Regions from separate parts of the Mus musculus genome. Here region 1 is linked to region 2. Evidence: chromatin contacts called from public promoter capture Hi-C data. All regions are on one chromosome and are shown on one strand. Each heading gives the region's core, a stretch centred on a gene start, on an enhancer-like site or on the middle of the called end of the contact. The rest is flanking DNA. Distances are from core to core; before and after follow the strand shown. Region 1 holds the start of Tuba3b (tubulin, alpha 3B). Region 2 holds the start of Casc1 (cancer susceptibility candidate 1).

Region 1 (5,928 bases), core at 3,013-5,512, 400 kb after region 2:
CAGGGGCAATGTAACAGGAAGAGAAGACTCAACACTGCTGTGGGAGATGTGGAGCCAGCTCAGTGGGTAAAATGCTTGCCCTGAAGCACAAGGACAGAAGTTAGAATACCAGAACCACCTTAAAGGGGCGGGGGGAATCCAGCCTGGTGGCATGTACTTATACTCCTAGTGCCACAGAGGCAGGGACAGGTAGATCCCGGGTTCTGTGGTCAGCTGCCCTAGCCTACGTGGTTCGGTAAGCCAATCCAAGATTTTTATCTCAAAAATAAATAGGTAAAGTAAGGGGTGGGGGTGGGGATGTGGCTGGCTCCCGAGGAAGATATATGTGATTGACCGCTGAGTACCTCACACACGTGTGGGTCTGAATCCCTGGCTGGCTGGGTGATGTTAATATGCATTATGCATCAAAACAGTAAGTAGCAGAGTATGTGGACATTCTGGTGAAAGACCAAGAATTCCAAACTAAGCTGTTTATGGCAGGGGACACCTTTGATCCCAGGATTCTGGAGGTAGAGGCAGGCACATCTCTGTGATTTCAAGGCCAGCCTGGTCTATACAGTGTCAGGCTACTCGGGGCTGCATAGTAAGAGCCTGTACAACACTTAGGAATCAGGGCAGGAGGGACAGGCATTTGAGGCCAGCATGTGGTACATAGTGAGACTTTGCATCCAACCAGAAAACATACACATCAAAGACTTCCAAGGTGAGTGGGTGTTCCTCACGTGCCTGCTCCAAGGTGGGCACATACACCTCAGGGTCCTGCATGGTATCCAAATAAGAATGCCACCAGATGATCTGAAAAATGAGTCTGACTGAAACTGTGAGTTAACCCTGAACTCTTCAGCAAGTTGCCATCAGAACACCCTTCTCCTCCGCAGTCTCAGAATGCTTGCTTAGCCACTGATGGCTGTACCTTCCTGGTGTCAGACTAGTCTTCAAGTTGACTTGCTGAACTATACTGACAGGGGCCAGGCCTAATACAATCTTCAGCCGAAGGGGGAGAAAAACTCATTATGAAGCCATCTGCCCTGAGATCCTGTCCTGGTTTCTAAGCCAAAGAAATCAGAATAACTCTGAGGATTTAAATAGCACACCCAGTGTGGGCAAACTCTGTGGATACCTGGCTGACACGCTGGTGTGCTGTGCAGCAGCCAAGCCCTCAGATAGCTGCATCAGGTGTATTACCAAGTGGGTCCCTAGGCTGCTGCCTTCATCTCCACAGGTAGTAACCAAGCAGAAGGCTACCACTCAGGGCAATAGGAGTCTGCTGTTTTCGCTAATATCATCCCTTCTGTATACTTTGTTTTCAGCCTTACAGGAAGATATTTATGTAAAACAAAATTAAAAGATATCAGCAATGATGAAATTAATTGTATGGCCAATTTGAATCTCAATTGTGGTAGGGAGACTTTCCTGGGGGTAAAGCCTTTCTCTCCTAATTTCATCTAATCTTGTATTTCTGGTCCCTGTCCTTTCTCTCTGTGTTCTGTAGGACAGGCTCTCCTGTAGCCCAGACAAGTGTCAAGCTGTTAGGGAAGACCTCTGACTCCTGATCGGGTCCTGGGAATACAGGCATGGCCTCTTACACGGTGCTGCAGATGGAACCCAGGATCTTACGCAGGCTAGGCAAGCACTCTGTCAACTGAAACAGTTTAATCAGAATTTTATAAGCAAACAGTCCAAGGAGAGACCGGTTGGAGTAGGCTGTCCCAGGAGAGGGAGCAGGTCAATGCACTGTGTTGTGAATTTTAAAGAAAATTGTATGAATATGGATGAGGTGGGTGGCATTCTTATGGAGTAAGGTGACCTTATTTCCCTCTGAAATCACAGCGAACTTGATCTGCATTTTACAGAATTCCTTTACATGAGCCTCTAGGAAAGCCCACAGAGGGGGCATCAGATCCACAATGACACCAGGTCTTTTGGGGACACAGACCATCCAATATTACACAGGTATGGGAGAACACCTGGACACTATAGTTTCTGATATAGTGGGAACGGTTTGGCTTAACTAATATTCCATCAGGGAACATATCTACCACAGCAGTTTTTCTATTTATCAACTGTTCACTCATCCAGTATCAATCAGACCCAGATTTTATTCTTCATTCATATTTATAGGGTTATCGTTCAATCAAACTCTTTCCCAGGGCTCAGTGTGTCATTATAAGAAGTTGAACAAACACTCACCTCCCACTACTGTGAACCTGGATTGACATCCACAGGAGAGAAGCTGCCCAAAGGGGCTTTTCTGAGACCTGGGTGTGTAAATGAGATCACGGTCTGTGGAGGTGATGGGTTTCTCCTCCGTAGGAGGTCCAGGTGAACAGAGTTGAACACCACCACCAGCTCCATGAGGGGGGCTCATTCCGGGCTTCACACACAGCTGCGTGCTGCTTTCAGAGCAGGGTAGGAAAAGCACAGCCGCTGGCCTTCACACAACCCCCAACACCTGCATTTGCTCCCGATTCTCAAAGCTAGCGTTCCACCTCAGCTTCCCCGTCGAGGACCTTCCTCCTTGCTCTGCAGCCATTCATCTCCCTTTACTCATTTGTCCACCAAACACCGCTGTCAGCTTATGCTGACCTGAGCCGTGGTATCATGGCCAAGAGCAACTAACCAGAGGAAACGATTTGTTTGGTTTATATTTCCGGGTCAGTCAATTCCTGGGGGATGTCAGGGAGGAACCCAAGCAAGAACTTGAAGAAGCAGAGATCATAAAAGGAATGTTCCTCATTGGGCTTGCTCACGCTCTGCACAGCTAAATTTCCATAGACAGCCCAGCACCACCTGTCCAGAGATCAGTGCCACCCACAGCGGGTGCGGCCTTCTACATCAGTCACTAACCAAGACAATCCCCCACATGCTTGCTCACAGGCCTATCTGATTGATCTGGGACAAACTGACAGTTAACAGATAACCAAGACATGTGGGAACAGGGGTGCCTATGACCAGGAACATGGTTAAGATGGTAAAGTACTCACCTGCCATCCAAGATACATGGGGTTTGATTCCCAATACCGTATATACAGAGCTTAGTTACATAGGTTCATATCACCCGCACTTTGGAGGTAGAGGCTAGAGAATCAAAGTCTTAGGCTGTTCTGGACGGCACAAGTTCAAGGCAGGTTGGGATAGATCTGACTCAAGAAATAAATAATTTCTTTTTAATCTGAAGCTATGGCTTCTCCATCAGGCCAGACTGTACCCCCCAAGCTGTGCGCTAAAACAAACACTCTCTTCCATAAAAAAGAAAAAAATCAACAAGGTATGGTGGTACATCTCTGCAGTCCCAGCTACTCAGGAGGCCAGAGGAGTGACCACAATTTGAGCCTAGAAGTTCCCAACTTAATGGAATCACACACACTAAAAGAATAATTGTATTACCAGTAAGAAAACTAAATCTCAGCAAGGTGGTTTTAAAAATCTTGTTTGATCCTAGTTACATAAAAAAATCATAAATGTATACACACAGGGATGAAGGACAGCCAGTATTTCTCTCTAGCTTGTAAAATTTCCATTTTACTATTTGAAAGTTCAAATCCATTCTTGGTTACAGGGAGAGTCAAGTCCAGGGTGGGATACAGAAGTTTATGCCAATAAAATAAAATAAAATAAAATAAAATAAAATAAAATAAAATGGCACAACATGCTATATAGCCTTCAATTCAATTATGTGCATTTGGATATCCTGAGGAAGGAAGGTATGTCCACTGATCCCCACCAGGCACAGTGCATACCTATAGTCCCAGCACTGATGCAAGCTAAGACAAGAGTTCACCTTACATCATCCCGAGCCAGCCAGAGCTACATACCCCAACCCAGATGACTGTTCAGGAAGACTCTCAAACGGATGCTGGCTTCCCAGGATGTACATAACTGGTGCCCAGAAACTCGTGTCTTTGGAAGAAGGGCCATCTGCCTTTCTCTTAGGTCTGGCCAGAGATCTTCTCTGCACCAGGTAATACGAGGCGAGGTGAGACATGGCAGGATGGTGGGGGGAGTGCACAGCCGCAAAGCCCTCCCCAGGTCACGCATGCGCAGACCAGGGAAGCTTGAGCACCCCACTTGTCCTGCGCAAAGCCGGATGTCAGGGATGCGCAGACCTCCAGTCTCCCGATCCTAAGTTCTCTCCCCTCCAGCCACTCCAGAGCCTTCCCGCCAAATTTACATCCAATCAGAAAGTACCACCGCTTCAAATTGAGCCACATCCAATCGCAAAAAGGACGTGGCGCCTAAGCCTGCCCCCGAGACGCTCTGGACTAATGAGCATCCAGGGAGAAAGCGTTAAGTACCCGGAGCATCCAGCCTGGACCGTTGGGCGCACGAGCGGCGGTTGAGGAGCAGCTCTGAGGATCGGCTGAGGTGCTCTGCTAGGAGTTCAGCATGGTGAGAACAGCCCGAACCGGGGTGGGACCCACGGGAGGGAGAACGCCATCTCCTCAGAGTCTGGGGTCCTGTGAGGGTGAGCAAGCGAAGCGGCTGGGAGCCCGCTTCTCCTCTCCCAGGTCCCCGGCAGGGGGTGGGGTGGGATGGGGGTGTTAGGTCTCAGAGCCTGGCATCTCCTCATGGCCCAAACTCTCTCAAGAGGGAGATGCACCTTGGGGTGCAGAACCTGCCTGGAGTCCCAGCCCAACAGCACCTGACAAAAGAGGCACAAGAGTTCCAGCCTTAGCCTCGTCCGATTCCAGTCTCGAGAGTGCCGAGATGGGTTTTTGGAAAGGGAACTTTTGTGTTTTCTGATGCCAGTGCCCTTGACTGAGAAAACAATCAATCGCCTGGGTTCCAGAAGATTCTAGAAGCTACCAAGCTTTCTGGCCTAATGCTCACCATAGGAAAGTGAAAGTGAAAGTGACCGAGCCCAGACAGCTTCAGTTTGGAAATTTAAGAGTCTCTCACGGCCTTTGCTGGTCCCTAGCTTACTGTGCAGGGGGAAATCCTCCAGACTCTGATAGTCCTGCCCTCTGCCTTCTCTGTCAGAATCACAGATGTTGGCCACCAAACTTCCCAAAGAAGTTTTTGTATTTTGTGCCTGCAGCTCCTTGTCATGTTAGGTGGTTTATAAGTGGAATCATTTGTGCCCTTTAGAAGGTATATGAGCTATGGTGTGGCATGCCACAGTCCCAAACACTATGCAGGCAGAGGTAGGGAACTTGGATGCCCAAGACTAATCTGAGGTAGTGAATTTGAGACCAGCACAGGCTACAAGACCTTAAGGGGGAAAACATAAAACTGAGAACCTTTCTTAAGTTTTTGGTTTGTTTTAAAATGTGTAGGTGTGTCTTTGGGAAGTGTGTGTTCATGACTGCCATTTCCCAGAGAAGCCAGAGAGGGCAGTGACTATCCAGAGGCTGCAGTCATGGGCAGTCCCTGAAAGAGGAGAACTTAACAAACAAACCATCTCTCCTGCCCTAGGCAGGGAACTTTTTAAAATATCTATATTCACTCAAAAGGAACACATGCTAACAAATACCAAATGAGATCTAGGTCTAAACAGCCGGAATGTGTTTGTTTTTTTTGACAGGGTCTCATGGTAAACTCAAACTTGTCTCCCTGCCTTAGCCTCATAATTGAGCTAGTTCCTGTCTTGTATCACCACACCTGGCTTGATCATTATTTTTTCATTAAGAAATGTATTGAGAAGGCACTTCAGCCCCCATCCTTTTGTTCTTATGGTGAAATCCTTGCCGTGCATGGAATTTGGCAACATATTCTAACTTGATTTCTGTTGCTGGGATAAAAACACCAGAGCGACTTTTAGGAGGAAGGGGTTTATTTGACTTCCAGGCTATGTAGTCTGCCAGTGGAAACCCATGCAGGAATGAAGGCAAATTATCTCTGTGAGTTCAAGTCAGCCAGGGAAACATAGTGAGACCTTATCTTAAAACAAAAAAGAGAAAGAAAAGTGGCAGGAAACTAGAACGCAAG
Region 2 (5,844 bases), core at 2,839-5,338:
TGTTCAGGAATTGCTTCATGGTAAAGTCTGACATATTCACTGCAGTTGTGATTTTACAAATCTTTATCACCCAAACATTCCAAGGTGTTTCTTCTGGCTTTCCGAGACACACGGGACATGCTCTGTATTACCACATTTATTTAAAAACTTGTATGTGAATGAGTGTTTGTCTGAAGGTATGCCTGGTGCTCACAGAAGTGTTGGATCCCCTGGAACTAGAGTCATACAATTGAGAGCCACCATGTGGATGCTGGGAACCAGGTCCTCTTCAAGAGCAGCAAGTGCTCTTAACCACAGTACCATCTCTCTAACACCCATTCTCGTTGTTGTTGTTGTTGTTGTTGTTGTTGTTGTAAGGCCACTGTGTAGCCGAGGCTGCATTAGAACTTGTGGTCCTTCTGCCCCTGGGATCACAAGAAAGCACCACCATGTCCAGCATTCTGGTCATTATTCTGAGACAATTCTATGTCCGCTTTAATCCATGGATGCAGAAACCATAGATTAGGAGGGCTGAATGTAATGATTTTTCAAGAGAGGGTGGTGGGATTTATGGAGAACAGACCACTGAGATTAAAAAACAAAACAAAAAGCCTCTGCTGTGGTCGGGGAGGCAACAGAGACCAGTTTCTGAGCACAGACAGGACGGTGGAAAGATCAACGTGCCTTTTACGCTCCTGCAGGTGGCTTCTGCTGAACTCTACGGACGCTGCTTTATAGGACCTCAGGACCAATGTGATCGTTTTCCATATGTCATGACCAGAGCAAATCAAATGTCTTTGGTAATTGCTTAATTGTGTTATTACACTTTTGGGAGGGGACTCGACTGGCCATGTATGAGGGGTTTTGTTGTTGTTTTGGGCCCAAGCTGGCCTAAAACTCATGATCTCCCTACTTTAACCTCCTACAAGCTGGGATTACAAGTGTGAGATACTATGGCACACTTTAAGAACTGACATAAAAAAAAGAAAGAAAGAAATTTTTTTCAAGTAAAACATAATCTGTTGGTAGGCTAAATATGACCTGTAATTAGGAGATTAAAATATCTGCTTTAAAGTTATCAATCTACAAAGCAAAGAGGAGAAAAAGATATCCCAGACATATGGGTAGTATCTCCTTTATTCAACCTCAGTTTCTACACTGTACAAACAAAAGCAGAAAACCACAAGTGTGCTAGCTGAAGGTCCTGTTTTAGTCACAGGAGGACTGTAACTATGGCTTATGTTTATCTGAAATAGAGAAAAGGAAGGACTAACCTAACATATTCTACAGTAGAAGAAAAAGGTGAAGCCTCATAGCCAGACACCGGTCAGCACTAAATGCAATCTATATGTTTTCAAACTAGAAATACCATCAAATGGGAAACACATCTGTAACTATGAAGAATTATCCAATGATGTAAATAACATTATTATCTAAAAGGTGAGTAGCAAATTCGATAAACTATAACTAACTAGAAAATTATTATAAAATTCCAAAAGATATTCATTTGTACAGTATGATCATAAAACTATTTATTTTGAAAACATAATTTCTACATACCTTTTTTGATTTGGGAGCCTAAAAAGTTGGAAAACAAAAGAATTGACACATTTTAAAACAGTATTCAGATACTTTCAACAGAGCATCACAAAATACATTAATTAGGAGAAGCTAGAGAAGAGCCCGAGGGAATTTCCTTTGTGCCTCCATTGCAACTTTTCTGTGACTCTTTGGCTACCTTAAACTGAAAAAATACTATAAAAAGAAGTCAGAACAAACTGAAAACACAGGCAAGAAAACCCACAAGATTTCTCACGAAGCATCTTTTTGAGTTAGTCAATACAATTTCCTATATCAATGAGTCTGTGATAGGAGAGCAAGCTAAAAAAGGACTGGTTGAAAAGATGCCCTAAATCTCCACGCATTACTGACTATTGATACTATTTCAAATTTGCAGATGTAGCGGCTGTCTAAAAGAAACCTTTCTATTACATAAGATTGATAGTATTTTTTTTTAAAAATGGGGAGAGAATCAGTTTCTTCAAGTTTGCCAATTAACGATGAAGTGAAGACTGCCCAGCCACATGATTTACAGTCAGTCTGCTCTTTTTGGAAAGCTCTGTCCTTCAATACTGATTTACAAGTACAGGTATTTCCCGTGATGCTATTCGTAAACTCCTGAGAAGGCCTGTGTGCCCATCAGCTCTCTGGTAAAGAACCTGTAAGAGGCCGTCTGAGTGTAAATTACACAGTTTACATATCTGAAGAGCTGCACATAGGAAGGGCTGGTTCGAGCCATGGGAACATCATTCTAAAATGCCAGTGCCAAATTTGGCACACAGTAAATGAGATTTAGACGACATCTTCCTGCAAGGTGCACACATTTCAGAAATTCTCTCCATAAATATTCATCAGGGAGAGAGCAACGAGGGAGGCTTTGCTCTCATGTGATTTTTACAAATAATTTTTATCCTGGCTGTAGTATTCCCTGACACATTGTTAACATATTTCCATCTTGAAACAAATACTGTATGGTAGGCTATGTAAATATCCTCCTCAAAGAGCATATCCTAAAGATGATGGGCACATTTTTATCCCTCACTAGTATTTCTAACATGAAACAGGTGTGGGGAAAGTCCTATCTTTATCCTTCACATAAACATAAGAGCCATCAGTAGTAAAACTTTTCAACGTTCAAGTGGCAAAGGACTTCCTGACAAGCTTTTTGAGAAATTTGTCCTCTTGGACTTACAGTATAGTTGCTTCCCTTCCTGAATTGTATACTTCCTTAGATTGTGGGGTTGAATTATGCATTTTCAAATTCATATACTAAAATCTTAACTTCTTGTGTGTTAGCGTTTGACCTGCTTATGAAAAGGGTCTGTAATTATTTCACCCAATTAAGAAGAGCTGATACTGGAACTGGACAGGCCTCTGGCTCAATATGGCTGGTACAGGTTACAAAGAGGAATCTTGGATACAGACCCTCATGAAGAAAATAAGCATCGTATGAAAAAAATGAGTTTACACTGCTACACACTAAAGAACTATTTAGAAGTAGAAGAGAGATCTGAATAAATCCCTGCCCCCATGCTGACACCCTGACCCCAGATGTTCAGTCTCCAGAATGGTGAGGTAAGCAGTTTCTACTGTTTAAGCAAACATGTTTATGGTACTTTGTTTCCTGGAAGCCCCATGATACAGTTAGGTTTGAAGCTGCAACCTCCTGGAATCTACATTTTAAATATTCCCCCAAATGGCTTGGAAGTCTTTGAGAAACAGTGCTATGTAGATAGGAAAAAGAAATTAAATCCACCTTTCGATGTAGCAAATACGTGCTTGTTCTTGTAATTTGCCAGCAGTCTTAACTTGGCTGATGACCCATTGGGGGTCTTGCCAGGGGAGGCCTTCACTACCCATTTCTTCCCACCACTTACAGAAAATACATACTTATATCTTAAAAGAGACTGAAAAGCACCAATCTTTTCTTCTCTCCTACCCTTAATAGCTTGATTACTCCGCTTTAGATACACCAGCTGTTACCTTGGTAAAGCTTGTGTCTGATATTCTGCTTAACTGACAGAGCCGGAGGGCTGTAATATTCTCCTTTGTGTGTCTCTGGCTTCCAGCCAGCAAACACAAATAATGCACTCTGAATCTCCCCTCAACGAGTGTGATAATTGATGATCTCTTGATGGAGAATGGGAAACAACACACGAAATTTGCTCCATATTGTTCTGCGTTGGAATGAAAACTTTTCTGACAAGGCAGTCAGAGCCAAAGTGGGAATGTACATCACCGGAAGCTAGTAAAGTTTAGTCACTGCAAAGATCTGGATCTCGCCACCTCTGGATCGCACTGCCCCTGTCTGCCTGCCCTCCCTCGACAGCGCTGAAGTGGAATCCGCACTTGCCCCTTTCCTGTCTCCCTCACTTTCCTGGCTTACCATGACAGAAGCAGGAACTTTGCTTAGGGATAAGTGAACTCTGCAGAGCAGGAACGCTCACGGTTGTCAAGACGACAGGCCACGCCCACTCACAACTCCCAGTGTTTTGCGAAGGACAACCTGCGCAATCGCACTGTAGTCTTCCGGTGAGTACTGCCCAAGTCGTAGACTGGTTACACAAGCCACACTTCCCACATAAGGTACGCCCACATCGCGGCTTTTACCTAATCCCGCCCATTTCCGCCTGATGCCCCGCCCCAGCAAAGAAAGCGGCCTCGAGTCCCATACACTGCTGCCTGTAGTCCCGCCCTGAGCCCACCCCCGCCTCTCAGCTCCGCCCACTTCCGGCAGACGGTCGGAGCATTTACGGCCGTGGTGCCGCAAAGCGCTGGAGTGAGGCGGTCTGAGCAAGCTGTCGTCTGGACCCCAGACCTGCTGGTGGTGAAGTATGCCTTAGGCGAGGGCTTCCGGGCGTGGGGAGAGCTGCGTCTCACACTGAAACGCAGGCTGACCTGGAACTCGCGGGCATCCCTCAGCTTCCTCCTGAGAGCTGGGGTTATAGCCGAGGCCCGCCACGGCCAGCCTTGTAAAAAGGTTTCTTCCTCGCTTCTTTTGCGTCTGGACGAGCCCTTCCCGGGGGATCTGGGGAATGGCGCCAGCTCACGACTAGGTGAAGCCATAGGTTCCGGGCGGGTCCCCCAGGGAGTCATCTGGCCACAAAGGCGAGCTCCAAGAGGGTCGCTACCTTGATATTAAAGTAGTACAGATTCTTCACTGATCGTGGGAGTTTAGTTTCTATGCAAAGCATTCGCCCTTCTCAAGAGCTGCTCACACACTAGTTTAACGTGACTTCTAAGAACCAGTAAGCCATTGTTGTCCCAAGGTCACGGAGCGCTGTACTGTTGTGGCAGCCTGCAGAATTTCAGCCCTTCTCCATAAGAAAAGGCACTTGAGACGTAGAGGAATGGAGACAGTTCTTTAACCCAACCCCAGCTTACGGCCCGTCTAACCCAAGATAGAGTACTAATGCTCTGTCCCTTACATAAACTAAATGTTCTGTTCAGTAGGACTGACAGCTAGTTTTTGTGGGTTAAGGTCATTGGTTGCACAACACTTAAGACCTTACTGCCCTCCGAACCTTGGTAATGAGATAAAAACTTAACACCTACTGCATATAAATTCAAATTTGTTTTATCTTAGCTGTTGAGGTATGGAAGGTAGCCTTTGTTTTGAATTATTCAACAAAGCAACTACTAGTGTTTAGTGACAGAAAACCTCAGACTAAACTAGGAAGTGGTGTGGAAGTACAGTAATTAACATGGTGACTCAGGAGAAATGGCCTTACTCAAAATCACTGTGTCATTATCAACTTCTCTCCTAAGAGGAAAACTAATAGTAGAGATGTGTTAGATCCCATGGTTCAAGACTCTGTGCATGCTTTTTTGAGTTTTGATGTCCTCTAGTCCCTGGGCAGGATTTGTGAGTAATAAGAGGGCTGCTTTCTGGCATCTCTTCATCTTGACACGGGTTGTACTAGCCCCTCTCTCCTGTCATGTACCTGTACCATCTAAAGGCGTATGGTCGCACAACCTCTGGTATGGGGAAATCTGACAGGACAGTTTTCCAGTACAGTCTGAAGGAATACTGAGTCTAGTTCACTAGACCACTGAAACAATACACTGCCGTCTCCATTTCCTTCAGCTTTTTTTTTTTTTTTTTTGGTCACTTGAACATCATGGGGCAGAATAACATCATTGGGCATCAAGCCCCTATTAGAAATAATAGTGTCCTACTAAAATGACAACGCCATCATTCCTTTACTCAAAGTCCCCAGGGAGAAAGGACTTACAGCTCCTCCTTGCACATATCCATGTTCCTGGAATAGCCCGTGACTTTGAGCCATGCACTCATCCAACTTT

Evidence for each region. Promoter capture Hi-C pulls out the DNA fragments that hold promoters and counts their contacts.
Region 1: a promoter capture Hi-C map of liver shows a contact between it and region 2, with 2.8 times the contacts expected there. The contact joins the promoter of Tuba3b here to the promoter of Casc1 in region 2. A contact is called at or near these places in 2 of 39 promoter capture datasets (liver and pre-B cells).

What each region holds. Positions count from the first base shown.
Region 1 is chr6:145,611,701-145,617,628 of GRCm38.p6, forward strand. It overlaps Tuba3b (tubulin, alpha 3B), which reads left to right and starts at 4,263. Exons shown (of 5, transcript NM_009449.3): 1 at 4,263-4,389. The coding sequence starts at 4,387. It overlaps Gm38475 (a long non-coding RNA gene), which reads right to left and starts at 2,619. Exons shown (of 3, transcript XR_378153.2): 1 at 2,191-2,619.
Region 2 is chr6:145,206,882-145,212,725 of GRCm38.p6, forward strand. It overlaps Casc1 (cancer susceptibility candidate 1), which reads right to left and starts at 4,089. Exons shown (of 16, transcript NM_177222.4): 1 at 3,926-4,089; 2 at 1,540-1,557. The coding sequence starts at 3,928. It overlaps Etfrf1 (electron transfer flavoprotein regulatory factor 1), which reads left to right and starts at 4,266. Exons shown (of 3, transcript NM_133688.3): 1 at 4,266-4,371.